7 separate regions of the Mus musculus genome follow, and all the other regions are linked to region 2. A link is a contact called in public HiCAR-type, HiChIP or PLAC-seq and promoter capture Hi-C data. All regions are on one chromosome and are shown on one strand. The core of a region is the stretch at or near the end of the contact, and the rest is flanking DNA. Distances in the headings are between cores, read along the strand shown. Region 1 holds the start of Hmces (5-hydroxymethylcytosine (hmC) binding, ES cell specific). Region 2 holds the start of Tia1 (cytotoxic granule-associated RNA binding protein 1). Region 3 holds the start of Rab7 (RAB7, member RAS oncogene family). Region 4 overlaps Sfxn5 (sideroflexin 5). Region 5 holds the start of Aplf (aprataxin and PNKP like factor). Region 6 holds the start of Arhgap25 (Rho GTPase activating protein 25). Region 7 holds the start of Rab43 (RAB43, member RAS oncogene family).

Region 1 (3,250 bases), core at 637-3,136, 1.5 Mb after region 2:
GTGGGGTGGGGGTGTTGATCATGTGTCACTCTCAGCACAGCCTCCTTCAGCCTCACAAAACTCTGCTTCCTCTCACTTACAGGAGTATTCCGGGGTGGTCATGACATCCTTGTGCGTTCTCGGCTTCTGCTTTTGGACACAGTGACGATGCAGGTGACAGCCAGAAGCTCAGAGGAGCTGCCAGTAGATATCATCTTGGCATCCGTGGGCTAGAGGTGGCCTAAGCCCCACTCCTATCTTGTCCAACACTACGTCGAAGCCACTTCTTCCCTGTGAAGCCGGTGGAAACCCTTCCCCAGACCACTGTGTTAAGAAACAATCAAGAGTCAATACAGATTTTTTTTTTTAATTCCATCCTATCATTCAGGAATGCTAGGGTAGATTTTGTCACCATGCCTGCAAGGAGAGACAAATGAATAAAATGTTCAGACTTTCTCTTAATATTTATACTCAAAGAAACCGTCTCATCCCTATGATAAGTCAGCATGTATTTCTTGAATAACTGCTGCTTCTGCAGGCTCGTGCTCAGGGCCTCCACTTCTCCCTGAGGCCTCCCTTCACCAAATGGAGCGTGTGCATAGCCCCTCGGGACTGTCAGTGCCAAGCTTAGGGTGGGGTTAAAGGCTAGCCGAATGACAACAGCTAGCAGGTCTGGTAAGCCACTCATCTACAGGCATCTGTAGATGGATGGGTGTCCAAAGGTCCTTAGAGGGTGTCATGATCTGCTCTGGGTCTATGAGTGGGAAAAACAGTATCTGCATTCCTTTTGGGCTGGAGTAAGAAATCCTAGGGGATGCTTCAGGGCTTGGGCTTTAAACTCAAATCAGGTGGTTTAAACTGTTGGAAACACTTGAAGAACTGGACCTCCTGTGAGGCTACTCAGATGGCTCAGCAGGTAAAGGTACCTATCAGGACGGACTACCCACTTGGTAGAAGGAGAGGACCATTTTGCAATAGTTGCCGCCTAACCTCATGCACACCTGTATACTGTATGCACATGCACATGTACACATTAGAACAGAGGCCTGCACCTTTAAGCCGAATCCCATAACATGAAGACATCAGGCTACACTTGAGCATCGTTAAGCTGTTTTAGCTATGGCCTATTTCATGACTGGTCCTGGCTCCACCATGTACTTGGTCAGGCATGCAGTGGTGAACTAAGTAACGTGGTGTGAAACTTCCTAACAGGTTATAAAGAGATTTCTCATTTGGGGGGTTTTCTCAAGTAGGTGACCTGAAGGCTGCTCCCTAAAGACATCCCTCTGTCCCCCACCTTCCATCCCTCTCCTGGGGACTGAGCAGTTGCTCTTGCCTGGCCTCTCTGCCTCATTCCATCCCTTTATGAAGGCCTCTCCAGGCTTTAAAGGAAAGCCTGACCTTCAAGGCCACATCCTGCTTAGCCCTTCCTGACTGTATTCTTCCTGCCTAATACCCTCCCCTTCTACTCCCAGGCCTGGTCATAGCCTGGAAGCCATTCCATTCAAATAAACTTCATTAAAGAAATTGGTGTCAGCCTCCTTTTGTGAAGATTACAGCTTACTCTAGTTTTATTTAAAGGCTTGCACACACCCCACACACAAATGTTAAAAAGGAAACCAGGTGGGGCTTCCTGACCCTTAGGGGTTTGTGGGAATAGCTAGAGAGTCTCAATTCGGATGGCCTTACACATTGAGGGTGGGCAGCACAGGTTTTCTGGCTTCAGATTCCGGCCTGGGAAGGGGGACCCTGAGGCCTCCTGGGGTGCCTGTCTCAGGTCAGTGCATTTTGTCTTGCTTCACCTAGCCACACCCCCACCTGTGGGGAGGGAACCCCGACGGCGCGACGTCACGTCGGGGGCGGGGCGGGGTTACCGAGGAGCGGGACGGGCGTCTCTTAGGCGGACGCTAGCTGCGAGGAAGGGTGGACTAGACCCTCGGGCGGTGAGAGGACGCGGGCGCGTGGGGAGGGCCTCGTTGAGGGGATGAGGACGGACGGGCGGGCGGGAGGAGGGCCGCGCTGAGGAGAAGCTAGCGGGCGGAAGAGAGGACCCGGCGGAGGGGACGCCGGCGGGCGGGCAGGCGAGGACCGCCCACGTTCCGAGCTGGAGCCTTGGCGCCGACAAGGCCCCGCCCGGGACCTGAGCGTGTCCCCGCGGGGCGGTAGTGCGGTGGCCGCGGCCCGCGAGTGTCGCTGGCGTCAAAGCCGAGCGCTCTCACCTTTCCCTGCTGCGTCCGTGGGAAACAACCTGGGAGGAGCGGCTTTCTTTCTCGCCCGCCACCCGAGGGCCTGCTTGGGGACTGTGGGCCCCGCAGTGGCCGGGACTGGCTGACCTAACGGAGCCTCCGCGGAAGATGTGGCTTCGCGGGGAGATTGGCGTGACCTAGGGAGGAGAACCTTAGGGTTTTGTGACTTTCTCTAGGTCTGAGCGGCAGCGCTGAAGTATGTGCGGGCGAACGTCCTGTCACTTGCCCAGAGAGGTTCTCACCAGGGCCTGCGCCTATCAGGATCGGCAGGGCCGGCGGCGGCTCCCGCAGTGGAGGGACCCCGACAAGTACTGCCCCTCCTACAACAAGAGCCCGCAGTCCAGCAGCCCCGTGCTGCTCTCCAGACTGCACTTTGAGAAGGTAAGGAGTGTGTCAGCACCATCGGAGCTTCTGGGCCAGCATCGCCGTGGCCATCTGACTCGTGACCCATGTGCCGCCATCTGCCCAGCCTCCGGAATGACCCGAAAAGCAGCCTTTACAGATACATTAAGGCCCTAATCCCTCTGGGTCTCTGCAAGAAATAAGTCAGCATTCTTCAGGGTCAGTTAAACTGTTTGAATGTATGCCCAAATTATGTGAACCTCATATCTGAATACATTTAAGAATTCTTTTGAGACAGAGTCTTAACTATGAATGTAGCCCTGGCGGTCCTGGAACTCCCTATAGAGGCCCAGCTGACCTCAGATTTTCAGCAAATCTGCCTGTCTCCAGAATCCTGTATTACAGGTGTGTACACTCTGACACGCTTGACTCTCTCTCTCTCTCTCTCTCTTTTTTTTTTTAAGATCGCATTTTTCAAGTATTACTGATTTATCAGCGTCATCTGTCCTTATATTAAAAACAAAAAAGCAAAAACCCAAGTGTGGTGTCACACACCTTTCATCCCAGCACTTAGGAGGCCGGAGGAAGGCAGATCTCTGAGTTGGAGGCTAGTCAAGGCTGCATAGTAAAACTGTGTCTCAAAAAACTGATTTGTGGAGCTTACAGAGCTTGCAGCCTGGCTC
Region 2 (3,392 bases), core at 455-2,954:
TCACCAAAAAGAGAAGAGGTATGTTTCAAGAAGACACACAGTGTATGATTCTGTTTGTATGAAATACTCAGAAAGCAAAACCATAGAGTCAGAACGATCACTGGGCTGGAAATGGGTAAAGCTTGTTATTGTTGAACACCTATGCTGATAAACTAAAAGCCATTTTAAATAGATTTCCACCCACCCCCAGAGTGTTCAAAATACTTTAAACACTTAAATATTTGCCATACTCTTCTTTAAAATTATTGTTTGTTTCTTTGTTTGTTTGTTTGAAGAGAGGCGCTTGCTTCTAAATAGCATTGGTTGGCTTTGAACTCCTGAACTTCCTACCTACTTCTGCGTTCTGAAGTGTGGACAATATTTGTTTTCTGTCTATAATATAGACTCTATATAATCTGAAAATATGACGTACTCTAGAGATAATTATAGAAGTAGAACTCCCAAATGTGGGGTGGTGGTGGCTCATGCTTTTAATCCCAGCATTAGGGAGGCAGAGGCAAGAGGATCTTTTGAGTTTGAAGCTAGTTTAGTCTACAGAGCTAATTCCAGGACAGCCAGTTCTGCACAGAGACCCCCTGTCTTGAAAAACAGAAAAGTTGAAAGAAAAGAAGGAAGGAAAGGAGGGAGGAAGAAGGAAAGAGAGAGGGAATCCCAAATATGGCAGAGTACGCAATTGGTTCTCAACCTGTGGGTCGCGACCCCTTTACCACCCCTCTATCGCTGAAAGTATTTACATTACAATTCATATCAGTAACAAAATTACAGTTATGAAGTAGCAACAAAAGTACTGTTATGGTTGGGGTCACTACAATGCCAGGAACTGTATTAAAAGGTCGCAACATTAGGAATCTTGAGGACCACTGATGTAAAAGAACGACATTGGATACAAAAACTTTCACGTCTTTAATAAATGCTTTACATAATATGTATAGTGTAATAAGAAAGGATAAAAAAAAGTACCGGAACCACATTCCAGAGCCATAACTCTGAACCCTAAGCAAGGGCTGACTGTTGAGATTCTTCTCACCAATTTGCAACAGTAACTCTGTTATTACCAGCTTTTCGATTACATTGGGTATACAAAAGAAATCCAGACATAAATATGATTCCTGCTCGCAAAGTATTGCTTATTGTCAAGTAGACCTTATTTTCTTACCACAACTCTTACTTCTAAATAATAAGCAAAAATGAAAGTCGAGATTTTTCTCAAACAGCCACTCAACAGCATTGGTATGAGAAAGAATGAATCGTTTCATAAAGCAACGGAAAAAGTGCAAGTATCAATTCGTTCTAATTTTCATTTACATAAATCAAGAATCCAATAGGCAGAGATACTAACGTATCTCCTATGAGTTTTCGGACGCCCAAATCCTCAACAGCGCCGCTGGTGTAGTGGTATCATGCAAGATTCCCATTCTTGCGACCCGGGTTCGATTCCCGGGCGGCGCATGTCTTTTCTCTCTTTAAATAGTGTGCAAAAAGAAAATTTTCCTGCTAGAAAAACACCTGCTATTTTATTTCTTTAACCTCCCCAAGGATTTTTAATTTCACTATATAATTCACAAATGAAACACTCCGCTCTGAAACTACAGAAATCCTAAACTACTGGCATTGCGTCTGCGCACTCTGAGCCATCCCTTGCCTGGTGGCAGCGCGGCTGCGCACCAAGTGAACCCCGTCCTTGAAGCCTAAACCCGGCTGCCAGGAGGGTGAGCATGCTAGCTGGCTGTGCGCATGCGCGGCACGGGTCACTCGGCTGCCGGCTCCTAGGCGTCCGGCTCGCCGCCATCTTGGATCGGGGTTTCATTGTTCGCGGTAGGCCGGGCCTTTTTTTGTGTAATCGCTGCCAAAGAAGAAAGCGAAGTAGCCTCCGGTCAAGCGAGGAGGCCGGCTCTTCCGCAGCCATAGCCCGCCTCAAGGATTTGGGAGGTAGCGAAGGGCAGGGAGCTGGACCCTGAGGTGCCGCCGCGACCGCAGCAGCCATGGAGGACGAGATGCCCAAGACTCTGTGAGTCTGGAGCAGCGTTGAGGGAGGCGGGATGGTGGTCGCCCCGTAGGGAGGCCGCGGCCCTGCGCCTCTCTGCAGCCTATTGTTCTCCGTGGACGCCGCGCTGTGGTGGTTCCTCCCTCCCGTGCGCACGCCAGGATGCTTAGAGCCGAGCCGGGCCGAGAGGACGATGGCGGGAGAGGGGCTCGGCCCCTGTCACCCCTCGGCTGGCTGCACCCGCGGCCCCCAGACCTGGAGGAAGGACTTTTCATTCAAAGCTCTCCTCAGGACTCGGCACGTCCTCCTGGAGTCCCATGCTTGCGTCCTTTTTTTCCCCGCCCCCTCTTTTCGATGAATCTTTTCCAGATTTCCATCTGGAACGTCCTTTCTCTTTTCTTTTGGTAGGATTTTTTTCATTTTTAATTCTTGAAGGCTGAGGTTAAAAACTTTATACTTGCAGTTGAGAACTGGAAAGAAAAAAAAAAAAAAAGCCAGACATCTTTCTCGAAGGTCTTCGGCTTTCCCTCTGTAGTACTCCCCTGACCCTCGACCAAAAAACCTAACTGGACACCCAAGGATGTTGAAACCGTTCTTAAAAAATGGAAATCTCACTCGGAGGGATGCATCTACCGAGGGAAAGTGGGTTTCATTAAAACATATTTACCACCATTTGCGACTAGTGGTTGACATTTTTATTAATGGAGTAACTGTGGTCAGTCAGGTGTAAGCATCTTTAGTGAATATTTTGTAACTCGAGTCTAGGATATTGTCTTTGTCATGTAACTTCCCCTTGCATTCTTTGTTTTTCAACGCACGGGTTGAGGCGGTTGTGCCTTTGTTGGGTTTCACAGGGCAAAAAAGAAAAGCTCAAGAAATTGTGGGTTTTGGTTGTTGTTTTTTTCTCCCGGTATATTTGAAGATTGCAACTTGATGTATCGTGCATATAGTTCATATAAATGAAGTAGGATGAACATGTATCATGTTACGGGCCTTAACTCTGCACCTAGTTCCTGCCATAGCTTTTTATTTCTAGAATCCTGGTACTTTTAGAGCTATGTACATTTAGGGTTCTTTTTGACATTTTCTAGTTATTAAAATTGTTCTGAAGTACAGATACGTTATTCTTTTTCCCCTCGCCCATTTTCAATTTCTTTTTTCTTTTGTTTGTTTTGTTTTATTGAGACAGGGTGTATCTCTGGCTGTCCCAGACTCACTATTACAGACCAGGTTGGCCTAAAATTCAGAGATTTGTCTGCCTCTGCCTTCTGAACACTGTGATTAAAGTCTGTGCCATACACTTTGCCCCAATTTAAATTTCAAGTTGCTATTTTTAATGTATTATGTGAAATATACTTACTTTTTTTTTTTTTTTTTTTTTGGAAACAGGGTCTTTTATATAACCCAG
Region 3 (3,237 bases), core at 641-3,140, 1.6 Mb after region 2:
AGGCCCACACAGATGCACATGTGCATGCATACACAACACACAAAGAGTTGGCAAATATTTCAAGTAGTTAGCCAGAACAATACACATCTGGATATCTGATTCACCTGAGGGAATAAAATAAAATAAAAACTACTTTTTGCAGAAGCCTCCGATTCTTTCTACATCCGAGTCATTCCTTCCTAAACAGCTCCTGGCTCTGAGACTCATCATTTTACAATTCTCTGAGGACACAACCCAGCCATGCCTTCTTCCCTGAGTCAGGACCCAGTAATGCCTGACACACATGTGGAAGAAAAACATCTCCCAAATGAAGGTGCCAGCCACTTGTCTTCTCCAGCCTCTGCTCACACATGACAGTGCACTGGACGAAGTGGCATCTAATTCCCCTCGAGGGAGGACAAAAATATCATACAACAAAAAGGGAATCACGTTTAGCGATTCCTCTTCTAAACTCATTACATAGGTTTACAGCCCGTAAGTATACCAGGCCGGGTAGCAAACTAAACTATTGACAACCAAGGACACCAAACTTTAGTCTGGCCAGCTTCAGAAGTAGTTATAATTCACTTTCCAGTTCTTACACTCAATTCTGATCCAATATTACCAAGATCGAAGAGAAATATGCCAACAAGAGATTTTATTAACTCAATCATGTGGGTATCAGTTGCTGAAGTCACAAGAAAGAGACAAGAGTTTATTCTTTGGAAAACCAAAAACACAAGATTTTCAACGGTGAAGAGTCAACAGGTTAGGTTGTTGTAGAAATTCTTGTAGAAAGGTGCACACAGTAGGCATGCCAGACCTGACTCAAGGAAAAGAGCTGGCTAAGAAACCTATTCAAATCCAATACATACCTTGCCAGAATTCAAGATCTTCTGGTTTGATGACACTACACTACCTTATATGCCTTGTAATATGCCTTGTAAGTCACAAGTACAAATACAACATGGCTTTAAGGTAGGACTAAGAGGCTCTCAAATGACATCACTAGACAGGAGGTGGAGGGGGGTGCTGATGGCAGATAACAGGTGGCAGGCTTTGGGGGCATCTAAAGTACAAGAGGCCAGAGGCCAGTAAGTGCTAAGTAGTCTAGCTGCCTATGTTTCAACCTCTCACTCTGAAATTTATCAGCGGTGTGACCTTGGTCGAGTGCCTTAGCCTCTCTGTTCTTCGCTTTCTCTGTAAGTAGGCACTGCCTCGGTGCTTCGGAGGGGCTGTTGGGAGAACAGGGCAATTTGTGCGGTCTTGCCACGCAGCCCAGCAGCCGAGAAATCTCAAATCTTCACAACCTTACTCTCAACATCGGCACGATTATGAGCCAGGAGGACATCAGGCCATTTGAAAGGCACTCGGGAGGTCCTTCTTCCCGGAACTTCGGAAACGGGATTTACCCTGCAGGACCCTGAAAGCTCCTGTCTCCCAGTGCCGGCGGCGGGCCGGGGCATGTGACGCGCCTGGCAGCACTGCCTCGGTGGCCGGCCGGCCGGTAGCTCTTCCCACCCAGCAGGTTGCCGGTGGGGACGCGCCCAGCCCGAGGATCCCGTACCCGCCACCCACCGATCGCCGATCGCCCTCCGCCCGCCGGGCGCCGCCCCGCCTGGCCCGGCCCAGCTCGGCGCTCGGCTCGCCGAGGACGCCAGGCCCGGAGGCCCAAGCGGCGGCGGGGGAAGGGCGGCCGGGGCCCGCTGCTCACCGCAGGGTCAACGGAGGAGGAGACACAACGCAGGCCGCAACAGAGACGTCCGATTCCGGCTCCAGCAGGCTCCTCGGAGCTGCCCGGCCCCAAACACCGCCGCCAACGCCGCCGCCTTGGGCTTTATGGTCAAAGCTCCGGCCTTGCTTCCACTTCCGCCACCGCCGCCGCCCCGAGCGGAAGTGTCTGTCACGAGACGCCCGACGCCAGGGTTGGAGGGAGGAGCCCCACCTCCACCTTGCGTCACGTTCCGGTCGCGTCAGGCCCTAGCCTGGCATCTGGGGCTTAAATATGGCCGTTTCTAGATGGGGGCTGCCATCTTTGAAGGCTGTGCAGAAGCTGGAGCGCACCATATTGGGCCAAGAACTGATAATGCAGTGGTGTCCCCCCCCCTCATCCCACCCCGCTCCTATAAACAGAGCTAAAGGAGGGAGAGTCACTTGGTCTTTCCAGAGTGTCCCCCTCTGGAACACGCTAGTCAGTCAGCCATGTATCAGGCAGGGTATAGTCTAGGGTCTTCTGAGTCCACTGGGTACAATCTCTAATGTGGATGGAAATGATCAGTTACAGTGTCCCCAGTGTTGGAGACCCAGTGATGAAATAGGAGCTACCTGTGCAGGGCAGATGGTTCAGGAAAATGGAAAGAGAGCTAAGGAGTTGCTGAACTGAAGAGACATGAGGCTGATTTTAGTGTCACGCCCACCAAAACTAAAACAAAGGCCTAATCCATCAAAGTCCATATCTTTCTGGGGAAGTCTCAAAATGTACTAACCTTGCTTTTTAGCTTCTGTAGTTCTGTTTATGGCTGACAGTTCTTGTTAACTGAAGTATGTCAACCCAGAACATGTTTTTTTGTGTGCTTAAAAGCTCACCCTGAGAAAGACTCAGGTTGTCCTGGGGTATTGAACACCCAGTGCAGTAACCAGCTGCCATTTCTTAGCTTAAACCCATATCTGAGTAGTCTTTTCTGGTGAATACCCCACAACACTAGTACATGTTCTAGCATATAAGGAATAGAGAAGGTTTGTAGGTCCTAAGGAATAGGGGAAAACAAGACCTTTCTGCCAAGATCCTCACCATTTGATATAATAGACACACACACAGGAGTTTGCTCAGTTTCAATCATTAGTTAATTATTACTTGGCCATTTGACTGAATACTTTGAAACTAAGATATGAACAAAGGAAGTCTATGTATATTCATATGCAAAGTGAAATCTTCAAGAAATATGAAGTGACAAAGTAGGGTGCAAAGATGTATATGTGACAGTTCTTGGTTCTTGTTGGGGAAAAAAAAAACACATACTTGCTGGGTACAAATTTCAGCAACTAGTTATCTGGGTTATCTATTAAAATTTGACCGGATAGTAGGACCCATATGAATCTGGTGGTCCAGTCAGACTTTCCACAGTTGTAGGGATGCAGGAAGCTGGTTCAGGCCCTGTCTCTCTACCTCATGTTGGATATAGCATCAGCCTCCACATGGCAGATAGACCAGCAGTTTGGAAGCAAAGCTGCATGTGGCTAAGAGCAGTGATACACTAG
Region 4 (3,140 bases), core at 442-2,941, 1.1 Mb before region 2:
GGTTTATTCGGCTTACACTTCCATACTGCTATTTCATCACCAAAGGAAGTCTGGACTGGAACTCAAGCAGGTCAGGAAGCAGGAGCTGATACAGAGCCATGGAGAGATGTTCCTTACTGGCTTGCTTCCCCTGGCTTGCTCAGCCTGCTCTCTTATAGAACCCAAGACTACCAGCCCAGGGATGGGCCCACCCACAAGGGGCCCTCCTCTCTAGATCACTAATTGAGAAAATGCCCCACAGCTGGATCTCGTGGAGGCATTTCCCCAACTGAAGCTCCTTCCTCCATGATAACTCCAGTTTGTGTCAAGTTGACACAAAACTAGCCAGTACAGGCCCTGTTTGAACTTTTATGCTGAGTATATAATTTACATAATTGGTAATAATGACATTGAGGTTTCAATAATAGAAACACTGTTTCTCTCAAAAGAGTACAGTGAGAGCCAATGGAATTGTGGGAGAATCTCACAGCACATGTAGGGATGCCTCTCGATTGACTAAGCTTGACAAACAGAGGTGTATGACCAACCTCTCACCTCGAATCTTTCTTAATTTCTTCACCTCCTCATCCCTTCAGATGCCCCACATAGTCCAAAGTGACAAGAAGGTACAAAGACCTTTGTGCTGGCTGTAACTCACCTCAGTGACAAAGAGTGTTCGAGGATCGATGATGTCCAAGAAGTGCCTGAAGCGACCGTAGAAGGATGTCTAGGGAAAGGGAGAGGAGAGGAGAATCAGTCAGAGGCTGTACCTAAGCTCAGGATAATGGTGACCTCATCCATAGTCCCTAGGATTCTCCATGTGGGTGATGGAGCCTACTGAGACCTCAGTCTGCATCTCAGGGCTGGGAGCTTCTTAAAATCAACTCAGAGAGAATTAAGACACATACCTCTGCATGATACCTTTGTGTGAGCCACCACACCTGTTAATCTTAGCACTCAGCGGGCAGAGGCAGGTGGATCTCTGTGAGTTGGAGGCAAACCTGGTCTACAGAGTGAGTTTCAGGACATCCTGGGCTATATAGAAAGACCTTGTCTCAAAACAAACAGACAAACAGAAACAATACATCATGACTGGGGCTGAAGAGATGACTCAAACACTACCTGCACTTGCTGCTCTTGCAAAGGACCTAAGTTTGATTCCCAGCACCCACAGCAGGTAGCTTACAACTACCTGTAACTTAAGTTCCAGAGGATCCAATGCCCTCTTCTGGCCTCTGTGGGTACCTGCATTCACATATGTGCACACACACACACACACACACACACACACACACACACACATACCCCTTTAATATTTATATATAATTCTCGAGCCTTTCCTCCAGGTGTCTCCCATGGTTTCTCTCTCCCTGCCCCACTGTCCTGAGCTCTAGTCTAGGCACTTCAGAAGCACCCAAGCATCCCTAGGTACATGGGCACCTTCCTTGCTCAGGAACTCCAGAGAGAGAGCTTGCCCACCCTTCACGGGGCCCCTCTCTGAGGTTCTGCTCTGCCTTCAGAGAGCAGCTTCCCGCAGGCAGAGTCCAAGTATGGCAGCCTCAGCTCACAGCCCAGACCCTCCTTCAGCTCGCTGCCCTGTTGCCACGGTGAAGCACAGAACGCAGGGCCAACTCCCCTAGCCTTGCCCAGGAGCAGAGGCCCTGGAATAGGAGGGCTTTGTGCTAAGCAGGCCACAGGCATTCAAGCACACTGAATGGATACCAAGCAACAGGGCTGCTGGGCCTTCTGCCTGAGGACAAAGCCAATAGGGCGAGACTGAGCTGGGAGGGAAAAGAGAAGGCATTAGCTAAAGGATGAAGGGGCAAGATGCAAACAGTGGGGGTTCATGCCTAACTGCACTCTGGGCTTGGCCCCAAAGTCCTCCCAGGGTCCCACATCTCTCCGAGTACCACAGTGAAGGAAACTGAAGGCCTGACCCACTCATTCCCCCTCTCTCACTGCTTACCAGGGCAGCTCACGATGCAGTCAACTCCTGTCCCTCCTTCCCAGTAAAGACCCTGCATGGTTCCCCTGAGGGATCTTAAGGTTCCCAGGCACATCAAGCCCGTTCCTCACTTCCAGCTTTTGCCCATCAGCTATGCCTGCATGGGGCAGCCCCTCCACTCTAGAGCAGAGCCCAGATTAAGCCTCAGCACTTAATCCTAAGCCAAATATGTTCTTTCCTAACCTCCATAGCCCAAATGGCTGGAACTAGTCTCCACTTAAAAGACACACACACACACACACACACACACGGTGCACATTCATGCCTACTGTCCTAGCAAAATTTCATCCCTAAGAATACAAAGGAGAGTCCCCACTGAACTGTTCATGAATTGAGTGAACACCAAGTCAACTTGTGCTTTCAAATAATTTTTTAATAAAAAATTATCATGATTTCATAAAATGCATGCTATCAGCAAGAGTCCAACTTAATAAGCCAGGAGACAGAGAATGGAGGGAGTGTGTGTGTGTGTGTGTGTGTGTGTGTGTGTGTATGTGTGTTACCAAGGGATTGAATCAGGGCATCATGTATGCTAAGCAAGTACTCCTATCAACTACACTATACAGCCCCAAGACTTGTGGACACTAAAGGATGAACAAAAACCCCTGATGACACCCAGTCCATAAAAGAACCAGGGTTTTCCCCAAGATATGGCTGTTCCAGGGCTGGGACAGGAATGAAATAAAACTAATATACTGTGTGGTTTTAGAAAGTGAGAACTTGGAACTGATGCTCCTGCAGAGGACCTGTATTGGGTTCTCAGCACCCACACGGTGGCTCAGGGCTACCTGTAACTCTAGTTCCAGGGATCCAACAGTGCATACATACATGCATGCAGGAAAAACACCCAGACACATAAAAATGGTGAAAAATACTGTAGCTATGTTAAATTTCCTGAGCATAGTGACCATGAGTTATAGAGTCCGTGCACTGAAGAATTCTGGGTGAATGAATGTAACCTATTCTCAAGTAGCTGAGGTAAAAATCAGAAACCTGAATGCACAGGGCAGCAACAAAACCCAACAAGAAGGCGCTGTTGTTCTACTTTCTTCCAGACTAAAGATGTCCTTAGTAGTGATGTGTATCTCTGCTCTGTTTCCAGGATTTCTGCTCACCTCTAAATGGATGGTGGCTGCAAGTGCCCCTTACTCTCCAG
Region 5 (3,066 bases), core at 2-2,501, 1.3 Mb after region 2:
GAGGCAGAATTACAAGCATTTGTGAATTGCCTGACATAAGTGCTGGGAAGCCAGTCCTCTGTAATAAATTCCAGGCTCTTAATGGCTAGCCCATCTCTCCCTTGTGATATTTCAACTCGACCGCCAGGTTCTCTAGAGTGGCCTTTGTAAATGATAGGTCTTGTGGCAATGCTAAATGGTTTAATACCACCAAATATAATTTCATAGTGCAAACTGCAAACGGTTTGGTTCCTACTCCTCCCAAAGAGGGTAAAGAATATATAGCATAGTGGCCATTTGTACATGTATCACCTTTAAATGACCAGTTTATACTCCAACTTTCTCATTTGAACAAGGCTAATAAAAAGCACCTAACTCAAAAAGTTTTGGAAGTAGTAAATTAAAGTCATCTCTTTAGAACAATGACTGGTTCACTACCCAGACAACTTAAAGACAGCTACTGATACTACCAAAAGGGATACTGCTATTATTGGTAAGGCCCACCAGCCCAGCAGAGAAGGCAAGGAGATAAAAGAAGTTAGCTTAAGGGAGGTGATTAACCTTCCCTGTTATGGCTCATACAGTACCGTAAATATTGTAAGCTTTGTAGGTCAACATGCAACACATTAACCTTTAGAGTACTATACGTCTTTAAATACTAGCAGCGGTTTTGTTTAGTTGGTCTGTTTACATTTTACATCTTACAACCCGAACTTAGCTCAACTTGGATTTGGCCCTCGTTTGCCAGCTGGATAGGCTAATGATGTTAACTCGGTCCATACTCGAACCATACAGGCACCAAAAAGAAATGTCTGGGACTTGACTAACGTTGTTTGAAAACCTACTGCCCCAAACCTATAAAATCTTGACAAGCAGAGCCAAGACGCGGAGTTCCCAAGCTCAGGAGACAAGAGACAGCCTCGGCTGAGCAAGCTCTGGCTGCCCACGCCCACACTACCTCCCACACTTACTCCCAGCAGCGGCCCGCGGCCTATCACAGTCTGCCCCGGCCCCACGGGCACGCGGGGACCGCCGTCCAGAGGCTGCAGAAAGAAGTCCGAAGGCATGGCGGTAAGAGAAGGTTCCTTCGCCAGGAGATACCTCGTAGCCACCTCCCTCAGGCACGCTGGGCATGGCCCGAAGGGGTGTGAAACCCGAGGCTCCTTTCCTGGTGAGTGTGCTTCTTCCCTTTCCGGAATCCCCACTCCTTGAGAGCCTGTGATTCGTGCAGGGAATACCTGTCAACAGACCGCCAAACTACAGCTTAAAAACTGGAACGCACACCCACAATCTTCCAGCACTTCCTCTCACAGGACTCATGGAACGCTGGGTCTTGTAGTTCCTGACACCTCCCTTCGGCTCCTTTCCGGAGTACAGACTGCATGGAAAAACTACCAATCCCAGAAGGCAATACGCGCATCTCTGCGCCTAGGTTGATTCGTGCTTGGGCAGGGGTGGGGCTAGAGTAGTGCTGACGTCAAGGCCTTAGGAGAGGGTTGGCCTGAGTTTTTAAATGAACCACAGTGCTGGCCCGTGGCCCTGTGACTTCAACAGGGGGATGTTCTTTTCCCAATGGAGTATGATGTGTGTATCTGCTTCTTCCCCTTCTCTTCCATAAGGAGACAGCTTCGGCTAGAATAAGGCCTCCGTGGCAGGACTGTCTTCCCTACTCCAAGAAGTATGTCTGGACTTAGATTTTTAGGGTTCAGCCTCAAGAGGGTCATTAACTTTCCTGTGCAGGCGCCCCATACTCATTTGGGGATGGATCTGCAGCCAGTGGAGCTTCTATTTTCAAAGGCCTGGCTCAGACACTTGGCCCACGGGGCCGGAGAATCTTCCTTCTCTATAAAAGAGGCATATTCTCTGGCTGGGATCTGTAGCAGGCCTGTCTTTCTCTTTGGTGGAGGCCTGGACTGGGGGAAGCAAACCTAGGGTCCGAGGGTGGGGGGCAAACCTACAGGGACGGGATGGAGGGGAAAGGTGGTCTTTTCTATGGAGAAGCCAGTTGCTAAGCTCAGGGCTCCCAGCTAGAGGGAACTTTCTCTTTGGAGGAAGCCTGGCCCAGAGTTTGGCACTGCTCTCTTAAGATCTTTTCCTTTCTTGTGGCTGAGGACAGCCTCAGCTAGGCCTGTGTCTGGAGGGCTTTCTCTTCCATATTAAAGCCTGTACTACAGGACTCTGCAGAAGGTCATGGAGTTGGAGTCTTATCCCCTAATGCCTCCAGGAGGCACAAGGTCTTCTCTTCCCCAAGAGGCCACCTTGTCACAAGCCTAGGGGAAATGGAGTTATTCTAAAGAGTCACTGTGACCCTCATTTTGGCTCTCAGAACAGTGGGCCTTAAGAGACTGGAATTTTCCTTAGTAATCTCATGCTGGATTAAAAAGTCAAAAGGCAGACCCATCAAGACGAGAGACTTTCCCCCGGAGAGATTTCACAGTCCCGTCAATTTGTCAGAATGCCTTGCTGAAGCACTAGAACCTCAGCAGTAATGGGCAGGGCCACACCTTGCAACTGGAGATGGCTCAGATATTCAAATGCTGGCCCCCTACTTAAACCTTAGCCTTACTTTAGGAGGCTGAAGATGAACTTGGGGACCTTGGAGCTCTTTGTCCCTCTTCCTAATCAAAACTCCAATGAAATCTATACAGAACCAGAAAACCAAAATTAACTTGGGGGGCAGAAGGGAAGTCAGGCCAAGAACTCCAGGCAGGAACATGGAGGCAGGAACCGATGCAGAGGCTGTGAAAGATGTTGCTTTCTGGCTTATTCCTCAAGGCTTGCTAAATCTGCTTTCTTATGCAACCAATGACCAGTTGCCCAGGGGTGACGCCAATCCCACAGCAATCAGTAATCAAGAAAGTAGCCCGAAGACCTGCCTATTGTCTCCATTGAAATTCCCTCTTCCTCGATGACCCTGGCTTGTGTTACACTGACAAAAAGTCTAACTAGGACACTAACCCTAATCCCTCATTCTTATCCTAGGTCCTGTCCATGACTCAGATCCTAACCCTTAACCTTTCCCATAACCACAGCGGGCAGTTGGTGAGTGGCAGACTGCATATAGTGGTTAGCACTAGGTCCATATGG
Region 6 (3,175 bases), core at 408-2,907, 1.1 Mb after region 2:
GGGCAGGAGAGAAGGCTCTTTCTTCCCTGTGTCACATCTTGGAGCTGGCTTTGGCACACAGTTCCAGCTCTGTTTGGAAATGTGGGCTCCTGATCACCAAAATAAATGGCTTCTCTGGTTACTTTCAGTTTCATTTCAAAGCCCTTTTCTGACCTGCTTCCTATCTGTGAGCTTTTAGTGAACTACTTATTTTAACACACCAACCACCATGAACCATCTGGCCAAAACTTTCTTCTAAGCAAAATCCTTCCATGCTGTTTGCAAATACCTCAACACTGTAAAGCCTAAAATCAAGAAATTTATCTCACTGAGTAGATAGTCGTGTGTGTGTGTGTCTCTGTGTATGTGTGTGTGTGTGTGTGTGTGTGTGTGTGTGTGTGTGTGTGTGTGTGCTTCATCTGACTATGATCAATTTAAAACTAAAGTTTAATAACAGAAGAAATATCAGGTATTCAGGCCATGCCGATAATCTGAGCACTAAAGTAACTCTGTGAATCTAAGTTTCCATAGCAAGTTTCAGGCCAACTAGAGCTACAGAGCGAGAATTCATGGTGCAGGGGGTGGCAAGAAAACAAGACATCTATATAATAGCAAACAATAGATTTGACGAATATATATCACCATTGTTAGAGGAAAATGATATGAACACCTCGAATTATCCTTCATAACTAACTAAAGTCTATCTTTCCCAACTCTCCTGCGTTCTCCCACGTTCTGTTCCTTAGAATAGTGTTATTATACTTCAAAAGCCTCTATTCTCTCACCCTGTTCTCCTTGTCTACTTTTAACTATAGGTAGTCCCTCATTGGCCTCTGGGTTCACAAAAAATGTGACACTCCCTTGAATTCATCCACAGATGAATCACTTCAAAATACTCGAGTCTCTGTCCTCTTACTGAAAGCCATTCAACAGTTAGACGACGTGCCATGCCAGAAAGAACCGACTTTCCAATGACAGAAACAAAATCTCAGTTTTGTGTCCAATGCACAGCCGAAACCATCCAAGTTCCCTTGACCCACATAGTCCACCCCCAGAGAGAAGAGAACCCCCCCAACCCCAGCACACTAGAACTTCTCAGGACTCGTCCACCCGAATGCACATTTCTGCCAAGCTCAGTGTTGTTGTGTGGTGTGCTTTGGCCGACTGAGCTCCCACAACTCAGAATGCAAATAGTGGGTGCTCACGCATAAGAACCCCGAGGAAATACCTGGACCCCGACCTTACCTATTTTTGAAGCCTCCGCTTTCAAATTGAAATCCCAGTTCCTTGGCAGCTTGAGAGACATTTTGCTTCCGAGGTGGGTGAGTAGCTGGTCAAGTGGCTCACAGTGTGTCACAGGCTGTGCCCTTCTTGTTTCTCTGATCTTCACTTCGGTTCCTCTGCCTTCTCTGCCTGTTGCTTGCTTTGCAGGCACTCTTACGCTCCAGACCGATCTGCCCACGTGTCTCCTCCTTTCTCTCTCATGAACCGTCCATCCATCTGTCACTCGGGGATGGCACCCAAACTCCCCAAGTCCCACCCACAGTCCCCCAGGGGCTGGCACCCTGCTTTGCGTTCAGATTTACCAGAAATGTCCCAGTTGACACTGCCTCTTGGGAAGCAGAGCCCTGCTGGGCAGAATCTCAGGCCTTACTGAAGTGAAGTTGTGATAAACAACTGCTTTTTTTTTTCTTAACTGTCTGCTTCCTTGCGTTTTGAGGAAGTGGCTGGCTGTTCAGTGTTGTAGCGTTATGAGCACACTGTCTTCAGAAGATGTTATTTAGAAATCTTTGTAAAGCTAGTGCATGTTTGTGTTATAAGACTGTGGTTTTAATTAAATGGAAAGAGACTCCCAAGGCTCTCGCCATGTGCCTGGACTCCTGTGTTCGCCTCCTTGACTCCAGATTTTGGCGGCTAAAAGAGGCCAGGCAGGCAGCCAGCATTCTGCCCAAGAATGGGCAGCATCTTTAAAAATTCCTGCCGTGAAAGGACCACATAGTTCACACCTGCTTGGGTAGAAGGTTTCCAGCAGGTACTTTGATTCCAGCCAGGCAGAGCCACACAAAGGGTCACTGCTTCTCCCCCCTTGTGTATGCTGTGGCGTTTACAACCAGACCACCATGTGTAAAAAAATTCAGTTTTCCTCCCCTTTTAACAGACTCTTCCTGGGCCTCCACGACTTCTTCAGAGAAACAGGATCCTTAACAACTGTGGGGTAAGGAGTCGTTGCAGAAGCTGGTGGGACAGACTCTTGACACACAGCCAATACCCCACAAGCACTTATTTGACCTTCATTCTATCTAGCCCAGTCTGTGGCAGACTTTTACATCTTCAAATAGGTCACCTTGAGCTAGCGGTTGAGCTGATAGGTCCTCGAACCAGACTGCTGTGTTCAAATTCTCAGGCCGGTTGACTTTGGATGTGGCTCTTGAACCATTATTTTCTGTTTTGATTCCCTCATCTGTAAGTGTAGCACTTAACAGACTGATTTTGCAGGGCTGCTATGAGGTTTCTGCAGGCTCCAAGCCTTCCATGTAATCACCAAGCACACCGCACATGCCTGGGGCCTGGGCCATCTACCTCAGTTCTCCTGGATAACTGCTTTTCAACACCTCCCACGGGCTATGGACAGGTGACCCACCTTCCCGTTACCTGCTGCATGGACCACCTCACCTCTCCCCAGCTCAGCTCCATCTCCTCTTTCTATTTTCTCTTGGATCTTTCCAATCAATATTAGCACTACAATGTTTTTCATATCAAAAAAAATCTCTCTTGACACTACTTCCTCCTTTGGCTATAGACTATTTCTGAGAATTTTTTTTTTAAATTAAGGACTGTTGGACTTACTGTGATCGCTCCTCTTTTTCCTTCCTGGATTTCTCCCATTGAGGCTTTTGCCCCCAGGACCCCATAGAGTGGCTTCTCAAGACACCAACAGCTTTCCTGTCACTGAACCAGGTCTCCATCCTCACCTCTCAGCCTTATCAGCAATGGACAGAGGTGGCCGCTGCCAATTTGTAGAACTCTGTGAACCAGACTGGTTTTCTGCCTCTTTTCCTGGTACTCTATGTCCGGTTTCTCTCTTTATCCTTTCTCTCACTGTAAGTTGGGCTTACAGTGGGTGTAAAGATACATCTTTATCATCTTGATGATCATGGCTGCCCTAAGACTTTAGTTACACCACATAGATAATGGC
Region 7 (3,144 bases), core at 630-3,129, 1.4 Mb after region 2:
CTGCCCCGTCCCTGGCCAGTCAGCACAGGGATCCAGCACAGGGATGCTGGGCACAGGCCAACAGCTTTTCAAAGGGGACTCATCGTCTTTATGTTTCTGTTTTCATACTGCGCTTTGAATGCTGACTACTGGCATTATCGGAAGGCACCAACTTGACCACAGACATACTCCACCCATGGCAGCCCTTCCCTGGCCACCTGCTCCAAAGGAATGGTCCAGAACAGCTAAACCTGCCTGCCTGCTCTTGGCCCTTTTCCACCTCAAGGAAACCAAAATACACTGAAACCCAAAAGACACCCAAAAGACCGTTTAAAACGTTGCAAGCAAATCTCTAGAGGCACAGTGGTCATAAAAACAATGATTGTTGACTTGCTTTTTTTTTTTTTTTCTACACTATGGGACAGGAGAGAGGCAACACCCAGAAATTATCCCAACTTTATAGAAACAAAGAACAAAGTATTCCAGCCAAGGGCAACAGAGAACAGGCCTACAGCCACCCAAATGAGCAGCGAGCCACACCAGCAACAGGGTCAAAAGACTCCCATCCTCGGGCTTCACGTCTGAAAACACAAGACTGCCCCCACCCAGTTCTCTTTAAAGCTGTCTTGAAGATCCTTGTGAACCAGAAACCGTGAAAAACGGCAAAGGATTTCTGCAGGGTGGAAATCAGGAAAGTTACTAAGAGCCTCTGTGCACAAGAACAGCGCTGTGTCCTGTCCAGGATGCTACCTTTTTTTTTTTTTTAGGGAGGACAGACACCTAGGTTAAGAAACTTGATTTCATTCATCACAAATATTATTTATCAAATCATTGCCAGGACATTGTGACAACCACATCCTGCTGTTTCTGCTGGGGTCATTGCCAAAGTTTGCTTCTCTCCCCCACCTTCCGGTATCTGTGATGAAGTTTTCGGTTTCTATCAACCCTTAGTCGGGGAGGCCCCCCACCCCCACCCCAACTCCGCGCTGGCCCTGGTGGAGTGGAGTTCCACCACCGGGTCCATAAAAGAGACCGCGGGGAGGCGTGGCCAGGGAGGAAATTCTGACAAAAACTTTTGGACCTCCGGTCCTAGCAGCCACTACTTCCTGGTCCCTCCCGGTCACGGGGATGTCGTTATTTGGCTGAGTGCTCCCCAGAGGGCCGCGCAGGGAAGGGTCTGTCCCGGCATGCGTGGCGCTCACGGAACGGCCCGCAGGTTGCCTTCCACCGCAAGTTGTTTCGAAGGAGTCCCCAGGCTGAGAGACGGGGGGGCGGGAGTGGGGTGCAGGCTTCCTCCTCCACGCTCTGGCCGCCCACTGTCACCACTCCCAGAGCCCAAGGTGGTGCTTTCGGACCTGAACCCAGCACGGACATCAAGGCCCAAGCCCGTTCTGAAAGAAGGGGAAGCCGAAGGACTGGCCGCGAACCGCCCGCCGGGAGCAAAGCAGCGGGCCGCGCCGCCTCCCACCTTGACCCGCTTGCCCTGGATCTCCAGCGTCTTCATGGTGAAGTCGACACCGATGGTGCTGCCCTGACGCGCCGAGAAGGCGCCGGTCTTGAAGCGCTGCACCACGCACGTCTTGCCCACGCTCGCGTCGCCCACTAACACCAGCTTGAACAGGAAATCGTAGTGTTCGTCCTGATCTCCCGGGCCAGGGCCCGCCATGGCTCCGCGGGAGTCCTGGGACGCAAGGGCCCGGCTTGGGCTAAGGACAGCCGCGGGCCGAGGTCCGTGTGCCCTAGCCGGCCCGCCGCCGGGCTACGTGGAGCGGCGGCGGCACCTGAACGAGCTGCACGGCGGACCGATCGACCGTCCCGCTCCGCCCCGCCCCGCTCCGCTCCGGAGCCCCGAGGACTCGGCTCCGCCCGGGAGCGCACCGCCCGGCCCTCCGCAGCTCTCTGCCAGCCGTCGGTGCCGTGCCGGCCCACGGCTACCTCAGGCCCGCTCGTGCGCCGCCTTCAGGGCGGGGCGAGCCTCCCTGATCCCCAGCACCGCCCATCTCCCGCCACTCCGCCTCTGGGTCCCGCCCCCAGGACCGCCCAGTCTCCCCCTCCCATAACCAACACCTCCTAGCCTGTCAGTACAGTCCCGACCCCCCAGCACTCCCTCTAAGCTTCTCACCTCCCCGATCCTTCTCCGAGCACCGCCCGCACCCCACCACGGCCAAAGCCTCCGACCCTTCTCTCAACACCACCCCAATCCCGCCCTCAGCACCGTTCTTTCTCACTTCTCAGCACTTCACTAACCCGGACTTAAGCCCGGTGCGGATTCGCTGTCAACAACGCCTTGATCCTCTATTTGGTCCTGACCCCGCCCTTAACATCTCTTACCCCGCCCTAATCCTCCGGAGCCTCTTGGCTTGGACCTCGCCTTAGGCACTGCATCCAAGACGGAAATCCACCCGCACCTTTTCGTAGCCCTGGAGCTAACTCCTCCCTAACGCCTCTCAACTCAGCTCTCCGCGCCTCTTCAACTCCGCTTCGGTCCGCTGCGCCCCCATAGCAGGCTTTGGCCCCTATTAGGTCAACAACTCGTTATAATCGCCAGTTCATCATTCCCTAACCTCATGCCCTTCTCAGCCGGGCCCCACGTCCACCCCTCACTGACATGCCTCCGTCCCTCGCCTGGCCTGCACCCAGTGGGGAACAGGCAAGAGTCGTTTCGGGGCAGGGGACAGCTATGGCTGACAATGAAGGGCTGATGAGGCAGAACACAACTCAATGTTCCCTCTTCGGAGAATGGAAAGTTCTGGTGACACACAGTAAAGGCAGCTTCCCTTAGGTGAAAAAGGAAGACAGAGGAAATGAAAATCCTTGAGGGCAGAATGGCCTAGAGTTCCATTTGGAAGAATTGATAGAGCAGACAGGAGTCCAGTCAAACCTGGGGTGGCTGGGAACAGGAGTCCTGGTCCCAGCCAAACACCTCCTGCACAAGGGAAACCTGTGAGTCAGCCAGCTCAGAAGTTTGGCCTGAGAAACCTGAAGTCACAGAAATGGGACCCAGATGTCTGTAAACAGTTTGAACTAGATCAAATAGGCCCCATCCCTAAAAATGAGAGAAAGCTGAGAATACTCTAGCTTCTTTGGACAGCCCCCTTAGGCCCTGCATGGCTATTTGATTCGATAGTTTTTTAATAATGGCTGTTGCAAGCCAAACATTGTTCT

Evidence for each region. Promoter capture Hi-C pulls out the DNA fragments that hold promoters and counts their contacts. HiCAR-type assays count read pairs that join an accessible place to other places. HiChIP or PLAC-seq counts read pairs in DNA pulled down with a chosen protein or histone mark. Capture Hi-C pulls out chosen DNA fragments and counts their contacts.
Region 1: a promoter capture Hi-C map of adipose tissue shows a contact between it and region 2, with 2.1 times the contacts expected there. The contact joins the promoter of Hmces here to the promoter of Tia1 in region 2. A contact is called at or near these places in 1 of 39 promoter capture datasets (neutrophils) and 2 of 9 other capture datasets (adipose tissue and liver).
Region 3: a promoter capture Hi-C map of neutrophils shows a contact between it and region 2, with 4 times the contacts expected there. The contact joins the promoter of Rab7 here to the promoter of Tia1 in region 2. A contact is called at or near these places in 5 of 39 promoter capture datasets (cranial neural crest, hippocampal neurons, liver and 1 more).
Region 4: a contact with region 2 is called in a HiCAR-type map of astrocytes, with 2.7 times the contacts expected there. The contact joins the enhancer-like site here to the promoter of Tia1 in region 2. A contact is called at or near these places in 1 of 39 promoter capture datasets (liver), 1 of 115 datasets of contacts at active chromatin or transcription factors (astrocytes) and 1 of 9 other capture datasets (adipose tissue).
Region 5: a promoter capture Hi-C map of pre-B cells shows a contact between it and region 2, with 3 times the contacts expected there. The contact joins the promoter of Aplf here to the promoter of Tia1 in region 2. A contact is called at or near these places in 2 of 39 promoter capture datasets (liver and pre-B cells), 1 of 115 datasets of contacts at active chromatin or transcription factors (astrocytes) and 1 of 9 other capture datasets (liver).
Region 6: a contact with region 2 is called in an H3K27ac HiChIP or PLAC-seq map of thymic regulatory T cells, with 5 times the contacts expected there. The contact joins the promoter of Arhgap25 here to the promoter of Tia1 in region 2. A contact is called at or near these places in 1 of 39 promoter capture datasets (neutrophils) and 1 of 115 datasets of contacts at active chromatin or transcription factors (thymic regulatory T cells).
Region 7: a contact with region 2 is called in a promoter capture Hi-C map of liver, with 4 times the contacts expected there. The contact joins the promoter of Rab43 here to the promoter of Tia1 in region 2. A contact is called at or near these places in 2 of 39 promoter capture datasets (cranial neural crest and liver), 1 of 115 datasets of contacts at active chromatin or transcription factors (cardiomyocytes) and 1 of 9 other capture datasets (liver).

Annotation. Positions count from the first base shown.
Region 1 is chr6:87,912,090-87,915,339 of GRCm38.p6, forward strand. Hmces (5-hydroxymethylcytosine (hmC) binding, ES cell specific) reads left to right here and starts at 1,887. Exons shown (of 7, transcript NM_173737.2): 1 at 1,887-1,922; 2 at 2,402-2,606. The coding sequence starts at 2,424. It overlaps Copg1 (coatomer protein complex, subunit gamma 1), which reads left to right. Exons shown (of 24, transcript NM_017477.2): 24 at 83-1,506. The coding sequence ends at 213.
Region 2 is chr6:86,402,515-86,405,906 of GRCm38.p6, forward strand. It overlaps Tia1 (cytotoxic granule-associated RNA binding protein 1), which reads left to right and starts at 1,705. Exons shown (of 13, transcript NM_011585.4): 1 at 1,705-2,008. The coding sequence starts at 1,983. n-TGccc4 (a tRNA gene) reads left to right here and starts at 1,379; the gene lies at 1,379-1,449.
Region 3 is chr6:88,043,380-88,046,616 of GRCm38.p6, forward strand. Rab7 (RAB7, member RAS oncogene family) reads right to left here and starts at 1,891. Exons shown (of 6, transcript NM_009005.3): 1 at 1,694-1,891.
Region 4 is chr6:85,318,885-85,322,024 of GRCm38.p6, forward strand. Sfxn5 (sideroflexin 5) reads right to left here. Exons shown (of 14, transcript NM_178639.4): 2 at 638-706. Among named protein-coding and RNA genes, the nearest start is that of Sfxn5, 13 kb to the right of the region's middle. Within about 2 kb of position 1,692, at least 48 of the 459 cell types and tissues checked have an H3K27ac peak or open chromatin away from gene starts, as enhancers often do. A contact at or near this core is called in astrocytes, where this site is marked.
Region 5 is chr6:87,670,910-87,673,975 of GRCm38.p6, forward strand. Aplf (aprataxin and PNKP like factor) reads right to left here and starts at 1,252. Exons shown (of 10, transcript NM_001372332.1): 1 at 951-1,252. The coding sequence starts at 1,046. It also overlaps E230015B07Rik.
Region 6 is chr6:87,531,602-87,534,776 of GRCm38.p6, forward strand. It overlaps Arhgap25 (Rho GTPase activating protein 25), which reads right to left and starts at 1,658. Exons shown (of 11, transcript NM_001037727.2): 1 at 1,225-1,658. The coding sequence starts at 1,285.
Region 7 is chr6:87,809,900-87,813,043 of GRCm38.p6, forward strand. It overlaps Rab43 (RAB43, member RAS oncogene family), which reads right to left and starts at 1,880. Exons shown (of 3, transcript NM_001039394.1): 1 at 1,448-1,880. The coding sequence starts at 1,645.